Regions from separate parts of the Mus musculus genome. Here all the other regions are linked to region 3. The links are chromatin contacts, called in public Hi-C and capture Hi-C maps. All regions are on one chromosome and are shown on one strand. The core of a region is the stretch at or near the end of the contact, and the rest is flanking DNA. Distances in the headings are between cores, read along the strand shown. Region 1 holds the start of Pla2r1 (phospholipase A2 receptor 1). Region 2 holds the start of Cytip (cytohesin 1 interacting protein). Region 3 holds the start of Dapl1 (death associated protein-like 1).

Region 1 (2,985 bases), core at 111-2,610, 1.1 Mb after region 3:
TCTCCACGCTAAGATACAAAGTGGCCAACTGCCTATCTATGCATATGCTTGCCCCTGTGTACTTAGAGTTTTACTTAACTGAAAAATACCTAAGAGCATTTCTGGCTGCTCCAGAATAGGAAGAGCTGGTGTGGTTTAGCCTTGGTGAGGATAAAGCCCCTAGAGTGCTCTGAAGTACAACTGAGGGAAAAAAAAAAAAAAAAAAACAACTTAAAAATGTGTGCATATGTTGAAGGAAAAATAAAAGAACAAAGAACTGGATTACATCTTGTTTTATGCCTCTTCGCCAAAGGTTTTCCTAGGACAGAACGCACAGGAGCTGCCAGGAGGCTCCTTCTGGTTTAAGGCCACCTGCTTGCCTTTGATCACGGCACAGTCACGCGTTCAGGGACACACCTTTTATGTCTCAGAGACTCGGGCCTGAGTTGCTCCTTGCGGACACTGATTCTTTTCCTTGGGCTTCCTTCTATGCTCACGTTGGGGCCTTACTGTATGTGGGCTGATGCTCAAACCGATGCTGCATTTATCAGTTTGTACGCGTGTCGGGGGCTGTGTAACTTATTTGTCAGTGGTTCATGAATATTATAGAGCCATTGTTCAGCCTAGAGAAACGGAGGACCAGAAGGTACAAATCCCATCGCTGTCCACCCCACTGAGCCCCGCCTCCCCAAGGGGCGTAGCAGACAGGCCTGTTTGGGGGTTATCTGTAGAATGTAGATCCAACTTCTCCCTTTGGAAGGTAATGAAAGAAGACATCTTTTTGTCAGCATTATCTGAAAGGTGACCCTCTTAATCAACCCGTGTAAAGTTTGCATTTTGAAACTATTTCTACTCTCCTAGGTCCCGCAAGCCTGGAAGGCAAGACCCTGCCCCTTACCTCGCCCTAATTTGGAGGACAAGAGGATGTGCGGAAGAGACTGTCCCATCTGCCCCGGGACAGTACACAAGCAACCACAATACAAACTAGGCCTTGCTCTTACTTGTCTTGCTCAACTCCTACCCGTTTTCCGCCCCGAGTCCCGGGTGCCAATCAGCCCCCAGTTCGGCGCTGCGGACACTCACCACGCCACTCGAGGGACGGTTCCTGGATGTGAGTCAAATCTTGGGCGATGCCCTGGTGAATCCCCAGCAGCAGCAGCTGTTGCAGCCAGAGCAGCTGCAGCATCGCTAACCATTGCACCATCAGGCACGCTAGGTGACACCCACGGGAATCAGAACCGTGTCCCCTGCTCTGGACTAGGCTGCAGGAGGCAAGAGAAGCTACCACTCTTCTTGAGGACCACGCCATCCCAGAGCCCTGGAGATGAACTCGCCTCCCTTGTCGCCACAGCGTGTACACTTGGGACTCTGGGCGTGGAGACGCAAATAGCGGAGTTTTCGCCGCCCCGCCCACACTGCTTTGGGGAGGGAGCAGGAAAAAGGGCCGGGCCCTGTGCAGCTTAAACACTCTGGCCTTTTGGGGTTAGGAGAAAGTAGGGCTAAAGCAGCACCGTGGCTCCCCTTCCCTGCTCCATGAGTGCTCAAACTTCTCTCTCGGATTTGCTGCAATTCCTGGTCACCCGTCCCCAGTGTGGGTGAGCGAGCTAATCCTCTCCAGGAGAAGAAACCTGCCCACTGGATTTGCAAGGGTTTGGCTGCCGGCAGAGGAGTCAAAAGAGCTGCCGGGTGAACTCAGGCCCGGGATGCCTCTGGAATGCAGAGCACAGGAGACACCTAGGGGCCCAACCTGGTCTTCAACATTGCTCCAGAGTAACCAGAAGTCACCTTCAGTATCCAGCTTTATCCTATTTTAAAATAACCCCAGGCTTCCGTTTTCTTAGATCATCTTCATCTAATCAAATATCCCACACTGTAGAGTTGAAGAACCCAGTCAGAAAGGTGTGTGACTGGATCTCGGTTACTCCTTAACTCAACAAAACTTACTCCCTAAATTAGTAGACAACAACAAATAAATACAAAACATCAGGCTGCCCAAACCGTGACCAGTCGCAGTCTTTCTAACTGCCCACCTTCCCCGCCAAATAACTAACATTTATTATACAGGAAGCATTCAATACATAAGAGAGCAAGCAGTCTGATACAAGGCCCTTGCCTAAGTAAGACCTTGGCATAGCGGGTAAAACAGAAGTGGGAAGACAGTAAAAGGGAACCTGGGGGAAAGGAGGACAGATGATGGGATCTTGGAGGACCTGTCTTACTTTGCCAATAACAAAACCGACAATTACAGTGCCAGACTCAGGAAATATGCCTCTGCCTACAAGGTATGCATAGCCAGGAGTGATGGTCGGAGGGAGATAGGGCCTTAGTCTTGCTGGAACCTAGACAGCTTGCTGGTGGAGGTTAAGTAAGCCTTGAGTTCTGTGAGCTAGCAAGATGTGTATACTTCAGTCACAGTGAGAGTCTTGAGAAGTCTTGGGATTGGAGGTATCAGGGGCATGGCTTAAGGAAAGATGTCTGGTTGTCCTCTGAGAAGGAAATTGAAGGACTAAGGCTGAAGAGGAAGACGAGAGAAGACTCAATGTGTACTTCTCGAGTCTATAGAATAGCAGTATACACAGAAGTCTTTCCTGACAATAGGCAGAAAACGCATGTTGTGAGCACCGCATACCACACAGTCTGCAGTCACCAACCCCGACTTTCTCTCTGTTGGCCTCGAACCACACTACTGTGGGAATGTTGCCTGTAGTGGGAAGATTCAGTCCTCATTAAGATGACTGGCATCAGTTGTGGCAGGCAGATGCAATCCATGTGGCCTAATTAGATAACCGAGTTGGTTGCTGATATTAATCTCTGAAGGAAGCAGGGCAGTGAGACCAAAGGGGAGCAAGACAGGAGGAACTGGAATGGGCTCTGATGGTCACACCACGAGTGGTGATGTGGGAAGGAGAGGCTGGCTGAGACCAGAAGTGGTGAGAAACAAAGGTTAGGATGAAGCATTTATCAGAGAGGATGTGTGACAAGCTGGAACAATGCAGCCACCAGGCA
Region 2 (3,089 bases), core at 37-2,536, 1.3 Mb before region 3:
TCAGAGGAGAACACAATATGCACAATGTAGTAAGCCACAAAGCTGTGTTTTAAGTCAGTTCTAAACATCTTGTGCATGACTGTTTATATAAATTCAAATACACACCTTGGACCTTATAGAAAAGTATATGATCAAAATACATAAAGTGGTATATAGTTCATTCTTATGTATTACAAATGGAAGACCAAAGATTCAGAACAAATTCACTAGACACATACTTTTCCAGTTGAGTTTTCATCTCTAAAGACATTTCATAAAAATTTTCGAACAGCCTTTATTGAGTGCTGAGTGCCCTGTACATTTCCTTACTTAAAGGGCAGAGGGTTCAAGGAAGTTGTTTCTGCTGTTACCTAATCAAGTGAATGGAGTTTAGTTTGATAGCTTCCTTTTCAGAAAGACATAATGTGAGGGGGGCAGCTACCAACTTGCTCTGTATGCCACAGCTACCAAGCAGCCCATTCACCTCCCCGAAATAGTCCTACTTCCCAATAGCCCAAGGTTCTATCATTGCTCCAGGACTGAAGAATTCACTTGGCTGACAGAGGTAGTGTTCAAGGAGAAGTCTTCTCTCGATTGTGAACTGACGGGGCCTGGAGGTAAGCCCAGAGGGAGACAATGAACAGACACACAAACGGAGGAGTGTTGATCGTGTGGGTTGTGTACCTGTAAACGACCTTCATGTTCATTGTTCTCAACAACTTTCATTTTACCTGAGCACATCTTTAAATGAAGATAAATATTTGAGTCTTACTTTAAAAAAAAAAAAAAGTGACTGTTTTTCTATCCTTCAACTGTGATACTATCTCTGGTAGACATGTCACCTCCCCCCTCACATGTACTCTCAGTCATTAACTCCTAAGTTAATTGGGTAGTAGACAGAGGTTCTCCTCAGGGAAAAGAACTCTCCTTTGAATAAGAACCGAAATGACTCCTAAGCGCGGGGAATAAGGCTGGTAGTCAAAGTTAACAGAGACACGCAGGAGCAGGTACCACTTTCAGCAGAGGTCAGGCAAACGTGAACACTCTAGACAGCGCAGCAACCTTACCTGCTTTCGTCCCCGGGGCAAAGTAGCTACAGTGTCTGCCAGCACTTGAATCCTTCGGTTGTCTTCCATCGTGAGCTGGCCCGTGAGGACGGAGTAGGAGCCGTAGGCAGAGTCAGCACAGTACTCCAAATTGCCATTGCTGCCCTGCCGCTGCAGAAACCTTTGCAGAGACATTGTGGGCAAAGATTAATCCCGCCAACACATGGTTCCCTGGCCTTGCAGGAGGGAGGAAGCGAAATGCACAGCCCTCTGACACGCAGTCGAAAAAGTAGCAAAGCCAACAGAACCCATGTGACTGCTGTGGTTTGAGACACTGTTGCACAAAGCCTATAGAGGAGGTCACTCCTACTCTCCAGTGCTCCTGAGAGAACCTTGCGTTCCTTTTCTACAATTAAAAAAAAAAAAAAAGAAAAAGAAAAAAATCAGTGTACTTTTCCTCCCTCAAACAGCCGGAACATAGAGTTTGATACTCTATGGCTACGGGTACTCAAAACAGAATTTTCCAGAGAAAGAAAAGAAAAGAAAACAACTTTGTTCAAGTTCGCTCATTTGCTTCCTACCCGTTTGCTCATTTAATATTAGCACCCCCGTGCACTTAACAGACTGTGCCCTCACTCACTCTTTTGGCTGTAAATGTCACAGGTGCTGGCCAGGTTGTTCTCTGGTAAAGTCCTTGTGGTGTTCCTCCCTCTACCTCATTAAAGTTCATCAAAAATGCATTCTGTCCCTAGAGCTGTAGCCGTTTGACATTCACCTAATTGCCTTTATGCCGCTTTATTCTTACCGCAATTACCCATCAGCTTTATAAGAACATAACGGGGAGGGGAAGGAAAGGCAGCGTATTTAGTGCAGAACATTGTTCGTATCTGGGGCTACTCATACCTACAACTTTAGGGGGGAAGAAAGCAGTGGGAAAGAAGGGGGTAGTCAAGCTGAGATAACACAGGATGGTTCCTGTGGCAGTGTGCCATCACGGTGGGGGGAGGGACTTGAAAACAGTTGCTTTTTTTATTTTTTAAATTTTGTATTTTTCAAGTAGTTGAAGATAACGGGTTTCACCCAGAAGCAGGAAAGTACGTAAAAGGCAGAATCAAAGCAAAAATAAAAAGGAGAAGTTTTAAATAGCACAGAAGTCAAACACGCACGTAAAAGTCGTTTGGAAGGTCACTACTAGAGTTTACAAGAGTTAGAAAAGCTCCGAGCTAGAATGGAATGCGTGCACTAGAACTCGAAGTGGGTTCAACCCAAGCAGAACTGGCCAAGTGTGAGTCATAAAGTCGTCAGAATTAATGAAAAGAGGAAGCCGGATCGGAGAACGGTAACGCTCTAACACAGCATGACTCCTTACTGTTGGAACTGAATAAGAATAGAAAGAAGACGATGTCCCTTAAAACATATAAAATCTAAGTTGGAGATTACAAGCACACATCCTTCTAGGGGGCAGATATGTGTAATTCAAAAGAAAGTGCTGGTAACTTTGGTAGCTTAACAATTTTTTTTTTCCTCTAGGAATTTTACAGTCAGGTAAATGTGTTAATACTTGCAAACATTGAATCAAGCCAAGTTCTATAGATGAAAACAGTAACTGTACAAATTCAGTGTTATGAGGTATTAGTCTGTAGATTGCAGACATTAATGATTGACTGGAAGCATGTTTCACTATATGCCATAAAATGCACCTAACATGCTGACTCTTTCAATAACTACATTTACATTTATATTCCACTAGTATTAAAAAAAAACAAAGGCACATCTGCTCCCTGCCCATACACATCAGTCAGGCCACACCCATGAATGTATTTACGAACTGGCCAACCATGATGGTTCGGGTCTCTCTTCTGATTCTTGAGGCCTGCATCGTGCCACTTACTACACACTTTGAATAATATCCCGATCAGTAGTGTCATCTGTGATAAAATGACTCATCTTCAATGACAACGAAGCTTTCAGACACCAAATTGTTGACTTACAGCAGTGTGTGACTGTGTAGGTTTTTAGAAGTTGTGGGCTTTTTTCCCCCTCTAGGATTTACCTTCCATCCCC
Region 3 (2,939 bases), core at 146-2,645:
TAATATTGCATAGTGTCTTTGGGGTTCCTCTGTACAGAGCATTCCTACTCCTGAGTTGTATGTTGTTGTGTGCATGTAACACAAGCTGTTTGTCTACTCTGCATTTAATGGGCTCTGGGGTTGTGTTTAACTTCTTTCACTCTTGAAGAGAAGTACTCTAGACATCTGTACACAGGGTTCTGTGTATAAAAGTTTTTATTTCTCTTAGAATTCCCTGCAATTTGATTATTGGTTGCACAATATGTGCTAAGTATGTTGAATTGACTTCTAACATTTTACTTTTTTTGTATTCTCATAACCATGTATAAAAGCTCCTATTGCTCTAACATCATCATTAACATTTAGGGGTTTTGTTTGTTTGTTTTGTTTTGTTTGTTTTTGAGACAGGGTCTCTCTACATAGGCCAGACTGGCCTCGAACTCACAGAGATCCACCTGCCTCTGCCTCCCAAGTGCTGGGATTAAAGGCATATACTGTCACGCCTAGTCGAAGGGCAGTTTTTGATGGAAGAACAGTTTGTCCAAGTACTGTCTGCTAAATGTTGGCCCTGGAGGTACAGCAATATGCTTTAACTCATACGTTCTTAGCAAAAAGTTGCATCTATTGGTTACCATTTCACTATATTACCACCGATATTTCTGCATCAATGAGTATTAGTTGAAACATGATTTGGAATATGCACTACACAGCATTCTCTTGATCACATCTTAATTTAGCTAAGCCTCTGCTTGGTGAATATTTATAGTAGATGTGATGACAGGTACATATAATTCTAACTCTGAGGAGGTGGAGACAAAAAGACTAAGTTTGGGGCTGGCTTGAGAAACTTAACAGGACCCTGTCTCGAAATGAAGTCAAAAGGACTGGAAAGGTGGCTCAGTTCTTAAGAGCCCTGTTTTAAAACAAATAAAACAATATAAGAAAGAAAAGAAATACATAATTACTATACTTGCACAGAAGTCTCTGTCCACACCTGCAATTCTTTTCTTAGCATGAGTGCTCAACACTGGGAAGCCCTTAGAAAGGAAAGGTGCTCACTTGTATTGTCTCTTAGAAAGACTATAGATGTCTTAAAGCAAAGACTCTGTCTTGTCCATTGTGACACCCCTGGACGTGACAAGGACCTCACACTGGAACACTGCTCTTACCAGAGAGAAGAATCGTTGACGTTAAGAAAGAATTCATCCAGACTGGATCTTCTCTACACTCTCCTCAGACCTCACTCTGTCCTGTAAACATCTACCTGGCTTTCCCAGGCTAACGAAAGAAGAGAAGGCTTGCCAAAGAGACTCAGGTTCCAGGGCAGCTTAATGATGAGCCTGGTTGTTGCTCAGCAATGCCCTCAAGGGGCCCCGCCCCCTGAAGCTATAAAGCCTTAGTGAGGTGAGATGAGCCAGTTACAACTGGCACTCAGCCTCAGAGCATCGGCAAGGCACTGGCACACAGGCACTATGGCAAACGAAGTACAAGTTCTGCCGTCCCCGCTGAAAGGGCGGTATGCCCCAGCAGGTAGGTTCCCCCACCTGACCTCGCTCCCACCGAAAAAGGCTTCCACACTCCATCTGAGAGGCATCCATCCTCCCAGAAGTAGTGTTGCTTTAACTTCCAGCAGCCCGAGCTCCTCCATGGTTGTAGATTAGTTGTGACCCCTCACCTAGGGGTTACCACCTTGGGGAGCCCTACCTTTCTCCAAGATGCCCATGGTTAGCTGACCTCATACTGACTTCCATGAAGAGAACAGCAGTACCCCGTTTCTGCTTCTTGAGTCTTTGGGCTTGGGCAATGCTCTCAACCCATAAACTGAGGAGCAGGTTTTAATAAGCACCCATTGTCTGCAGGGGCTCTAACAACTAGAGAGCCTTCCTTTTTTTTTTTTTTAAATCCATGCTATTGACGTCAACTCTGTGGACTCTAGAAAGTGGTTCTCCTGCAACTAAGCCTATGTTTACATAGCTTGACTAGCATGAACAGGCCTACTTTTAGTCAGTTTTACATTCTTCCAACTGCTATCCCTCTCCCCTGGCATCTCAAAAGCCTGGCTGCTTTGTCCTTGCCTGTCTCCATTTACAAATCCAGTTATTTGTATAATTCTTTGTCAGGTCTAAGAGGAGGCGGAGGCCTCTTAGCTGCTGGCAGGTAGGACAGGCACAGGCTTTGCAAAGGGCAAGGATCTGATACAGACCCAGAGCTTTCTAGAAGGCAGCCCAGTAGAATCAGAGTCTTCCGGCTCGTTCTACACACCATGGCCGGTCTGCTTTGCCAGTCTACGGACATTCCACACTTGTAGTTGGATTCAGCAGTTTTTAATGTTAAAATTTTAAAGGTTTTGATGCAAACGAGTCTGGGAGCGAACGGGCACGTTGTTGGAAGAGGAACTCATATATTGCATGGATAAAAAGAAATGCCACCACTCTCTTCTGCTGCCTCCACTCCCATCCAACTAAAAAATCCGATTTGCTACAGTACATTCATGCACAAAGTTAAACTTAAATGAGAGTTTGAATGATACCACCGGGGAACTTCCTGTCCCTGTCACTAATGATTGCTAATTGCTCTGTGTACAGAGCGCACCATGACTCTATCAAGCATGTCACAGTGCCTCTGGCATGACAATGAATTGTTATGAACTGTGACACTGCAGATAAGGGCTTTGGGATAATTGGGATGGAGATGAAGGCAGGCTTGCTCTCCCACTGAGCTCCAGAGAACAAAGAGGTTTCATCCTTCAGCTCGTCTTCCCCCAACCACCATCACCTTTTTTTTTTTTTTAATTTAAAGTCTGAACCAGTTTTCAATGATGCAAAGTTTTATTTATGGAACAAAACTAATAAGATGCCAAAAATTCTATTAAGTCTTCACCTGATATTTAGAAGCAAAATACAGATGTCTGACAGCAGGAAGCTAACGCCATATGGCGGGAAGGGGGAGGCGTGGCCGTC

What was found. A called contact is a pair of places that touch in the nucleus more often than the background predicts. Capture Hi-C pulls out chosen DNA fragments and counts their contacts.
Region 1: a capture Hi-C map of embryonic stem cells shows a contact between it and region 3, with 5 times the contacts expected there. The contact joins the promoter of Pla2r1 here to the promoter of Dapl1 in region 3. A contact is called at or near these places in 11 of 39 promoter capture datasets (the 3T3-L1 cell line, 3T3-L1-derived adipocytes, the C10 cell line and 6 more) and 2 of 9 other capture datasets (embryonic stem cells and liver).
Region 2: a contact with region 3 is called in a Hi-C map of CD8 T cells, with 4 times the contacts expected there. The contact joins the promoter of Cytip here to the promoter of Dapl1 in region 3. A contact is called at or near these places in 1 of 39 promoter capture datasets (hippocampal neurons), 3 of 484 Hi-C or Micro-C datasets (CD4 T cells and CD8 T cells) and 5 of 115 datasets of contacts at active chromatin or transcription factors (CD4 single positive thymocytes, bone marrow-derived dendritic cells, memory CD8 T cells and 2 more).

What each region holds. Positions count from the first base shown.
Region 1 is chr2:60,551,948-60,554,932 of GRCm38.p6, forward strand. Pla2r1 (phospholipase A2 receptor 1) reads right to left here and starts at 1,361. Exons shown (of 30, transcript NM_008867.2): 1 at 1,063-1,361. The coding sequence starts at 1,183. Gm13583 (a long non-coding RNA gene) reads left to right here. Exons shown (of 3, transcript XR_374557.4): 3 at 841-1,069.
Region 2 is chr2:58,158,836-58,161,924 of GRCm38.p6, forward strand. It overlaps Cytip (cytohesin 1 interacting protein), which reads right to left and starts at 1,287. Exons shown (of 8, transcript NM_139200.4): 1 at 1,047-1,287. The coding sequence starts at 1,220.
Region 3 is chr2:59,483,258-59,486,196 of GRCm38.p6, forward strand. It overlaps Dapl1 (death associated protein-like 1), which reads left to right and starts at 1,396. Exons shown (of 4, transcript NM_029723.3): 1 at 1,396-1,509. The coding sequence starts at 1,452.